Linked DNA regions of Gossypium hirsutum: regions 2 and 3 are each linked to region 1. Evidence: chromatin contacts called from public Hi-C data. All regions are on one chromosome and are shown on one strand. Each heading gives the region's core, a stretch centred on a gene start, on an enhancer-like site or on the middle of the called end of the contact. The rest is flanking DNA. Distances are from core to core; before and after follow the strand shown. Region 1 holds the start of LOC107951113 (putative DUF21 domain-containing protein At3g13070, chloroplastic). Region 2 holds the start of LOC107951411 (aspartyl protease AED3). Region 3 has its middle 19 kb from the start of LOC107952266.

Evidence for each region. A called contact is a pair of places that touch in the nucleus more often than the background predicts.
Region 2: a Hi-C map of leaf shows a contact between it and region 1, with 2.5 times the contacts expected there. The contact joins the promoter of LOC107951411 here to the promoter of LOC107951113 in region 1. A contact is called at or near these places in 2 of 34 Hi-C or Micro-C datasets (leaf and petal).
Region 3: a contact with region 1 is called in a Hi-C map of leaf, with 2.2 times the contacts expected there. The contact joins the enhancer-like site here to the promoter of LOC107951113 in region 1. A contact is called at or near these places in 3 of 34 Hi-C or Micro-C datasets (hypocotyl, leaf and seedling).

Annotation. Positions count from the first base shown.
Region 1 is chrA02:17,766,748-17,769,811 of Gossypium_hirsutum_v2.1, forward strand. LOC107951113 (putative DUF21 domain-containing protein At3g13070, chloroplastic) reads right to left here and starts at 1,765. Exons shown (of 2, transcript XM_016886046.2): 1 at 786-1,765. The coding sequence starts at 1,055.
Region 2 is chrA02:18,083,859-18,087,017 of Gossypium_hirsutum_v2.1, forward strand. LOC107951411 (aspartyl protease AED3) reads right to left here and starts at 1,309. Exons shown (of 1, transcript XM_016886462.2): 1 at 1-1,309. The coding sequence starts at 1,244.
Region 3 is chrA02:18,212,038-18,215,471 of Gossypium_hirsutum_v2.1, forward strand. No RefSeq gene overlaps it. Among protein-coding and RNA genes, the nearest start is that of LOC107952266, 19 kb to the left of the region's middle. Within about 2 kb of position 1,629, at least 2 of the 9 cell types and tissues checked have an H3K27ac peak or open chromatin away from gene starts, as enhancers often do. A contact at or near this core is called in leaf, where this site is marked.

The sequences.
Region 1 (3,064 bases), core at 515-3,014:
ACAATACTACTTAATCAAAATGCAATACTACTTAATCGATACTACTTCAAAAGGCTTGCCTAATGGTTTGACCAAAATGCAATACTACTTAATCAATGTAGACTTAGATTTAATAGTTGAAATAGTAAATACTTTTAAGTTGTTCTCTGGCTTATTCTATAAATTATTTTTCTCTATTATTCTTTTTCTTTGTTTTCCTTCTTTCACTCACCTTTCTTCTCCCTTTTCACTCTAAGGTGGTTCCATCTATCTTTCTTCCTTTGTTTCTCACCATTAACAGTTTGCTTCCTTTTATAAGTTACAATGATTAAGCTCATATCTAGAAGAGATGATTATCATCCAAATTCAACCATGATAAACTAATAATAAGCAATGGAGTTCATATAGAATGTTCACATGGCAAACCAAAATTTAATCTTATATTAACTTAAGCCAGATATCTCAAATCAACAAGGAATCTGCATAACAGTCACAAAAATGAAAATCAAAAGACAAAATCTATAATACTAAGATAAGTGAGCATTGGATATGAGTATAGGTATACTCATTTTTTTCGAAGTTTTTCCATATATTTGAACAATGATACTACATATTTGTGTCCATATATGTGTCAAACACAGGCATAAAGAGTTGGTAACATAAGATGGTATTTATAAACTGACTAAAGCATCTACATTCTTTTCAACTTGCAACAATCCATATCCTATTCATGTTAATTTCCATAACAACAAATATGCATTTATAAGTATAAAAGCTATCAAACCTAGGGTCAAAGAAATCATTACCTTCCAAGGCCATAATGTAGTTATAGCAGTCTCTGCCATCGAGAAGAAAGCTGAAAGACCCAAAAAAATTGTCAAAACCAGATCTTGTTCCTTAAACACTTTAAGAATCATAGATGCCTTAGGCCAAGCATTCCTCAACAACAATATGCACTGCCCAATAACTCCATAACCAGCATTAGCCACTCCGTCTACAGGAAAAACTCTTTTGCATCCAAACACCAATACATCACAAACCATTGCCACCAAAATACCCCTTTTCACCAAAACCATTTTTTATCATTCCTCACACCTTTATTTTCTTCCTTCAACGATCCCACGTGACCAAAACTACCATTTTTAGGGAATCCAAAAGCTTTGAAAGCTTGGGGGTTTGAACAGGTGGATATAACAGGAGCTGGGTAGTGATTGGTTTTAGGTAAAAACTTTGATTGGTTCTTCAAATTTCGATTAAAAAACATGAAAGATGAGGAATTTGTTGAATAAATAAAAATAGGTCGACTGAAAATTGAGGATTCAAGTGCCATTTTTATCAATAAGAATAAATCAATAATTAAAAAAAAAAAAGAAGATCGAAACTTGTTTAAGCCAAAAAGAAGAAGAAGGGATTTTCAGGTTTCAAAGGAAGAGTCGTTTGGTGAAGGAATGATTCTAGTTAGCTGCAAGTGGGATGGCAATATATTGAAGAGAGAAAGAGTTGAATAAGAAGAGAAAATACAGACTGGGTTCGGAGGAAATGGGATAAAAAAAAGGTTTAAATTGATAAATTGGGAATTTGTTGATATTACAGTGGAAGGAAGAAGCATGAAAAAGAAAGGAAAATATTTCAGACGCGTGAAAGAAAGGATAATGGTGAGGGTAAAATTGAAAGCTTTAACTAATTTCTTACCCACCCATTTCCTGAATCGTCATTTTGTGGGGAGATCACCGAATGCTAAACAGCATTTTTGCCCTGAATAAGCCTGTATGGAATAGAGCTGTAAAAGCTTATTACACCCAACCAAGCAATAGTTTAATAATGGGTCCACTGAATTGAGCTGTAATGCATAGATAATACAGCCAACCAAACATGCTGTTAATGTTTGGAAGTTTATGAAGTAGATATGGTTATTCAAATTTGTTATCACCAAACCCTTATATGTATTTGGCTAAAAAGGAAATGTCTAATAAATAATTTAAAAAATTGATGTCATTTGAAATAATGGTATAATCTCTCTTTCCCTTTCACATATGAATAATATATTTTTATTGTATATGCTATATATTTTGTTAAAAAAATGAATATTTTTATTCTTATTGAAAGTCGAACTCAAGGCTTCCTGCTTATCACATGAGTGCTCTAAACAACTGAACAATACAATTGTCTCTGCACATTTTTTAGGTAAGTTATTTATTTGAAAATACACTGTATATTATATATAACAATTCTTTACTTATTTCAAATAAAACTCTAGGTTATGTCTCGTTCTTTAATTGATATATAATAAAATAGATTGATATATAGTAAAATAGCCAAGACTACAACTTTTAAAATGAAAGTAAAACGTAAAGTAATATTTTCTCACCACAAAGTTAGTCTTATATCTGAAAGATAATGCATTAGAAGGCTATGCGCTGCATCTTGTATATAGTGAGTACTTTAGGATTTTATTAGTTAACCCATAAGAAGTAGCATTTGACTTTTCTGCTTGCTTAGGCAAGCTCATCAAAAGTATGCATAATGTTTTTTTCACTTATTTGATTATAAGCTACAAGTTTTGTTAAGATTATAAAGAAATTTATGTAGTTTACGTTCCTTATTCTTTTGACTAAGAATTCAGTAATTTTCGAGTTGATCAATATAGATTCCTTCATCCAACTCGTCATTTAGGAATACAGTCTTTTAAGTCCATTTGTGATGTATCACTCCAATATGGAGTAGATAGCTAATATGCAATTTTTGCTATTGTCAATTGGGAATAAGTCTTCAATCGTCTGTAATTGTTTCCATTTAATCCTTTGAGCCTTTCGACATTGGTATTTTGAACTTTTACGATCTCTAGATTCATGGAATAACAATTTAACTGTTCTAGCTAGACTACAATCCTCTGAAATCCCTACCATCAAAACGTGGGCACTCAAACTTGAAATTTCTTCCCGCTGAGTCCAACGTACTAACCCTCGCCCAAATGGCCAGATTCAACCATAGGAGATAACAATAGGTATTAATTTGGTGGAAATTGTTGAGGTGTATCACGAAGTATCCCTTTACCTTTGTCTGCAGATGAACCATGAGCAGTTGT
Region 2 (3,159 bases), core at 59-2,558, 320 kb after region 1:
GCCCGAGACCCGGCACTGGTGTGCAAGAAGCTGTTTTCCATTGGCAATGTCATCGACAAGCCTTCGAAATGTAATGTTATTAAAGGTGCCTCAGCTTCTGCTGTAGCATCAAAGCATGTATCAAATACTCCAATTGTTGTAAATGGACCTTTCACATGCTTCACAAACTCATCTCGGATTGCCTTGTAAATGGGCTGGACGAATCGGGTTACAACCGTACCCGAATCTATTATGGTCCCTGCCCCGGTGTTGGGGTTAAACGCTAGGTATTCCGGGGCAATGGGGACTTGAACCCGGCCTACACTTATTCCGGTTAGGTTAACATAGTAAAGTGAAGGTCGGTGTGGGCTTTTTAGGAGTGGGGTGGTTCGAATGTTCTTGGGTTGTCCAACTGGCCCGAGTTTGAGAGAACCCGAAAAGTAGTAGGACTTGAAACTGGGTAGACAATATGAGAAAACACCAGAGTAGAGGGCCCCAGATTGTGAAATAAGTGACATGGGCCCCCGACCCAAACCCAACAGTCCTTGCGGTGGTACTGACCCACCAGAGATGGCGTTTATACATCCAAAAGCAAAATCTGGGACAATGTCATTGGCTAATCCTAAGGAATCTCGAACCAAGTTGGCCGAAAATGATGAATCTCCACCGTAGGATTGGTTAAAAGAGCAAGCCGCAGACCCCGTAGCCGGGCACGACAGCCCATGGACCTGGGCGCATTGGGGCAAACCGCAATCCAACGAACCATAGGTGGAAGAAGTGTTGGGTGAGAAAGTGGTGGCTGAGCACCTGGTGCAGCCGGAGCATGGGACCCAAGCCACATCATTGCTAGTGTCCAATACCATGAACATGAGCTGACCCGGAGTGCCAATCTTTACCCGGACGACATAGTTGCCAATATTTAGGACTTGTTGGCCTGAAGCAATGGGAACCGCAGTGGTCTTTTGGGCTAGAAGGCTCGACAAGTACTTGACCCTTGCTGGGTCTTTTGATGCCATGTTCATGACTGTGTTGAACCATGAGTCAGGTTTGGGTGGGTTGAATGGTGAACATTTGCCATAGATTGGGATGACCAAAAGGTCCGAGTCATCTGGCTGAGAGCCGCAAGGGTCTAAAGCTTTGGCGGAGGAGATGACAAGAGCTAGAAACAGGATAGTAGCTATGAAGTCCATGCTTCCAAAGCTACGATTTCGAAGGATTGAGTTTTGGTTCCTCAGAATTGAGAAGGCAAGAGGATTTTTATACATGCAAATAGTGCGCTTCGAATTACTGAAATAACCTTTCTAATTATTTCAGGAATTTAAATTAAGATTTTTTTTTATACATTTGGTCATTGTACGAGTATCATTAGGTTGGTCCAAAATGGGCCAATCATAATGCTGAAAATAGGCCGCAAAAATTATGTCACTATGGGCAATGATATATGATAATTGTTTAAAAAGGTCCCCCAAGTTGAAGAAACGGGAAACTGAGGCAAAATGACAAAGAATTGAAAGCAATCCCAACAGGATAAAAGAGAGATAAAAAGGAGTGAAATGTAACTTGACTTCAATACTAGTTTTAACAAAGGGATAGTTTGCATTTTGAATTAATGAATAAGAATTAATTTAATTTTTTTAGTAAAAGGAATAAAATGTAACTTGACTTCTATAATAATTTTACCGTTAAAGAAAGCTTAGAAAGAAGAAAATATAATGCAAGCATTAGCCATGTTTTGTCCACCTTCAAACGTTCGCCCTTCTTATTCACCATAATCTCAATCCTATCAAATTGAGTCAATAACAAGTATTATTCTAGCAATAGTTTTACCAAATTTTAGATTATTTGCTTTATCCTTAATGTATAATATAAACATGATCCCATATTAATGAAGTTATAAAAACTAAGACTGGGTGAGTGATAGAAATGAAATTCAGGGGGTAAATGGAGGGGTATAAATAGAATAAAAAAGAGATGAGAAGTTGAGCTCGTGAATGCCTCATGCGGGTGTTTTGTCCCAACCTATGTTTTTACAAATTTTTTCATGAGATAATGAGATGCGGTCGGTCACGGGCTCAATTTAGGCTTTCCTTTTCTCGACTCAACGGTGGCCCCACCATCATCATCTCTATCTAAGATTAAGATCGCAATTTCAATTTCAATCTCATCTCATCTCATCTATTCTTGTAGATTCCATTGCAAATAGCTCTTCTGCCTGCCAGCATCTCATCTATATATTCAGTACTTAATATTATTTTAGATCTACATCTATTATTTTAAATATAAATTAAACTTACTATGTCAACCAATTTCTTTTTCTGTATATTGAAATTCAATTCATTAGCAGTAATACCAGATTTGCATTTTTTAAATTTATTTTTTAAATAAAAGCGAAAAAAAATTATGAAATCAGTGTATTCTTTATATCTGTTTATAGTTCATATAAATTAATTCTTTCAATTTTCATGGTTATTCTTACTGATAATAATATTTTTAAAATTTAAACTTAAATCCTCCTATTAAGAATATAATATATTTTACTATTGCATGCAATATTTATTGATAATGTTCTTAATCTATTATTATCTACTAAAATAAAATCTTAATTTTCTGAACTCAGTTGAGTGACTGAGTTTGAAAAACAGTAGGTTTTCCACTTAATTCCTCAATTGGAAGGGCTCCTCAGTCCCCACCAGCAAGGTCACGGGATTCTCCTATTCAGAGCATTACTGCTTCTTGCTATTTTGTTATCCTTAATTATTAGCCAACAAAGAGCAAGAAGCTTTCCCACATATCCTCACAAAATAATTTCTCTTTATCTTTCGTTTTAACCCTTTGTCATATCTATCTTTTTAATTCACTCCGGGACAAAAACCTTTTAAATATATTAATTTAAATTGAATTTTTGCAATCATAGAATTATCTGTTTAAATTTAAAGGTTAATTTGATATTTTGAAAGCAATAATTTAAACATATAGAAATATCTAAAAAGTAAGGTTAAAAAAATACATCTGCTTGTAAATAACTTGATCTTTTCGAAAATATATTTTCTTGGCGAAGTCGAGTCTATATAACTCGTATATAAAAGAAAATTAAAAAAATACACCAGCATGTATCTTTGTTAAATAAAATGGAAAACAAAACCATGACATTCCGTTAGGGCTAATACAAATTAACGACGT
Region 3 (3,434 bases), core at 379-2,878, 450 kb after region 1:
AGTTTCGTAACTTTTCTTCAAGTAGTCCCTGAATTTTTTTGTTTATGTTTAATTAAGAAATTAGTATTTTTTTTTCTAAATTTTGATTCATGCAATGATATAACACTATACATCAACAAAAAATTATATGTCTTTAATTTAAGTAATAATGTAACATAATTTTAAATTAATATACAAGAGAAAATTTACTAATTTTCAATATTAATATAAAAACACTAATCAATAATAAGTCAGAAAAAAATCTACTAATTTGATGTAATGCTCGGATGATCCACAAACGTCAATGCAATTGTATTTGTACACGACGAGTCAAATTTCAAAAGTAACATTTTCTTGGATTCTCCATTATTTTTTCTTAGCTGCTTCACAACCATCTTATCTTATATCCTTACTGGCTTCACGAATTTCATGATACTTCACTCAGACCCATTTAACCTTTTCGTTGATATTCATTTTACGTATGGTTAGATTTAATAACTATACGGTTATACGATATAAATATAATATGAAAAATAATTAAAATTAAAAATTAAAAAATTCGTACTACGCACGAATAGACGAAAATATAAGAAAATAACATAAAGTATATAATAATCTTTTGTAACTAATATATTTGCCACAAGGAATCTAACTTTTTCTTTTCTTTTCTTTCCTTCCATTCTAGAGATAATGTTTATAAATATTCAAAAATACGAAGGTTCATGTTCATAAAAATAATTTTTTATAATCTTTATTCATTTTATAATTTAAGAATAATCTTAATTAATAATATTTAAAGAAAATTGTATCATTTTAATAACTTGAAAATTTGAATTCATTCTAAATATTAAAAAAAAAAACCTTTCAACTTTTTCTAACCACTTGGTATTTTCTTAGAACTTCAAACAACATATCGTTTGGCCAAAATAACAACACAACAACATAAGGTAAATCAAATACAATATTGTACCTCAAAACATCATGCCTCATTCCTTATTAGTTAAAAACATACAAGGAAATAAACCCAAAAGGGCAAGAAACAGCTGGGAAGGAAAGTTAAATACAATATGGCTTTTTAAGGTTATTATTATAAACAGAACATGACATAGAGTTACATTATTCTGACTCAGATGCGGGTATGGGTATGGGTATGGCTAGGTTTGAAAGATAACATTCCCATATACACGAGTATGGTAATGAGTAGTTCAACAAAATTGAAGGATTGAGCAACATAGAATATAAGTAATAGCTGATACAAGGACTTTGAATGAAAGCCAATCCGCAGGGAATTTACAATGGAAGAAAATAAAAGTTGTGAGAAAAAGTAAAAAAAAAAGGGGTGTAATTAGGGGTTGGTAGGATTCAGTCCTCCTAAAATAAAAATTTTTTATTTAAAACCCTTTAAAAATTTAAATTAATAAAAAAATTACATTTTGACATCCTAAAATTTATAAAAAAAATTAATTTAATTTTTTTAAAAACTATAAAAATATAAATTATTAAAATAATAAAATTATATTTTTATTATAGTAAAAATTAAATTTGATTTTAACCCTAAAAAAATTCCAGACTTCGTCCCTTACTAAAAGCCCACTCTAGTACAAGCAAATCAGCCACGGACAGAGAAGACTGAAATGTGAAGCCCTATGGCTAAGGATAAACTCGTTTTATCTAACCCAATTAAGTTCACCACTCCTAGATTCGGTTTCCTCCCAATATGGGCCTCCTATTCTCTTTTATACTCAACTAGTATAAATTCCCCAGCTTCTTTTAGGAAATCTTTTTATATTTTTTTCTTAATTTTTTTATAAAAGATAACGATGTTAGCTCTAATAAAAAAATTTCAAACATATATTTTATTGCTTATAGCACAAATACATATATAATTTGTATTACTTTTAGTAAATATTATTTTACTATCCTAATTCGTTTTCTATAAACTTATAATCAATTATATCAATTGATTTAATTTAATTTAATTTAATTTTAAAACAACCTCTTCATAAAAAAAATCAAACTTTTTATGATTGTATTAGGCTTTTAAATCAAATTATAGTTATGGTTGTAAGAAAATCTTATATTAGTATTAATATGTCAGTAATAATGATAATGTAATATAATACAGTAGCAGTGTAATACTTCTAACTCGTATCCGTCGTCGGAACAGCGTTTAGGAGTATTACCGGAACATTCAAAACATTTTACAAATAATTCATGTAAGTTACTATTCATTATTCGAGAACATTCATAACGTCCCTTAATTGGGCCTTCAAAGCCCAATACGTGCATTAGAATCGAGTAGGGACTTAATCGAGAACTTTAAGAATTTTTTGCGACTTTTCAAAATTTTTCCAAGGTGCAGGGCTCACACGCCCATGTGGTCTAAGGGACACGCCTGTTTGACCCTGGGACACGCCCGTGTTAGAGGCCGTGTTCGACCCCATGTAACTCTCTAACTTGTGCACACGGCCATGTCACACGCCCCTATGCTAGGCCGTGTGGTTAATTAATTCAATTCGAAATTAGGTGCAGGTTTCACATGGCCAATACACATGCCCGTGTTCTAGGCCGTGTGGCACACACGACTGAGACACGCGCCCATGTCTTTGCTCGTGTGCTTAATTCTGAGCATTCTGTTTCTCAAACTTAAGGTGCAGGGGACACACGGCCTAACCATATGCCTATGTTACCAGGCCGTGTGTCACACACGGTCTAGACACACGCCCGTGTGTCAGCCTGTGTGGACAAAATGAAGCCATTTCTAGCTTCGTTTCTAACCCAAAATTTCACCCAAGACCTGCACTTGAAACACACATTCAATACCAACCAATCTAAGCATTCAACTTGAGCAAATCTTATCATTCACAAGGCATATCACTACAAGCATACATGATCACAACCTTACCTTAGTTTAACTTAGGCATTCACAACATTTATCACATATTCTTAACATAACACATGTGTATATATATATCATAATAATCTACCTAGTCATACCAAAATGAACCATTACTAGCCATTCCAGTGGCTAGGTTACAAAATAACATTTCAAGCCACTATTGGCTAAGTTGTCTTATACATGCCATTATACCAAAATGATTTTACTAAGTATATCCAAGATGACTAGTTGATAGTGTGACGATGCTCCAATGATCTTCCAACCTTCACGAGCTTCCGAGCACTATAAAACAGGGGGAAAATAAAATGGAGTAAGCATTACATGCTTAGTAAGTTTGTTTAACGGAAACTAAACTTACCAATCTTGTTTATTAAATCTAGGCATACAATGTTATGTTTCCATCCATTTGGCTAAATTGCCTAAATGCATGCATTCAATCAAACATGTAAGTTACCAAAATCTTCATATCAATCAAGTAACATAGATGAGCTCATCAAGGAATATTCTTTCAAGTCATTATCATTTCATCTCAAGATTTTCATGCCATGTAAAGAGT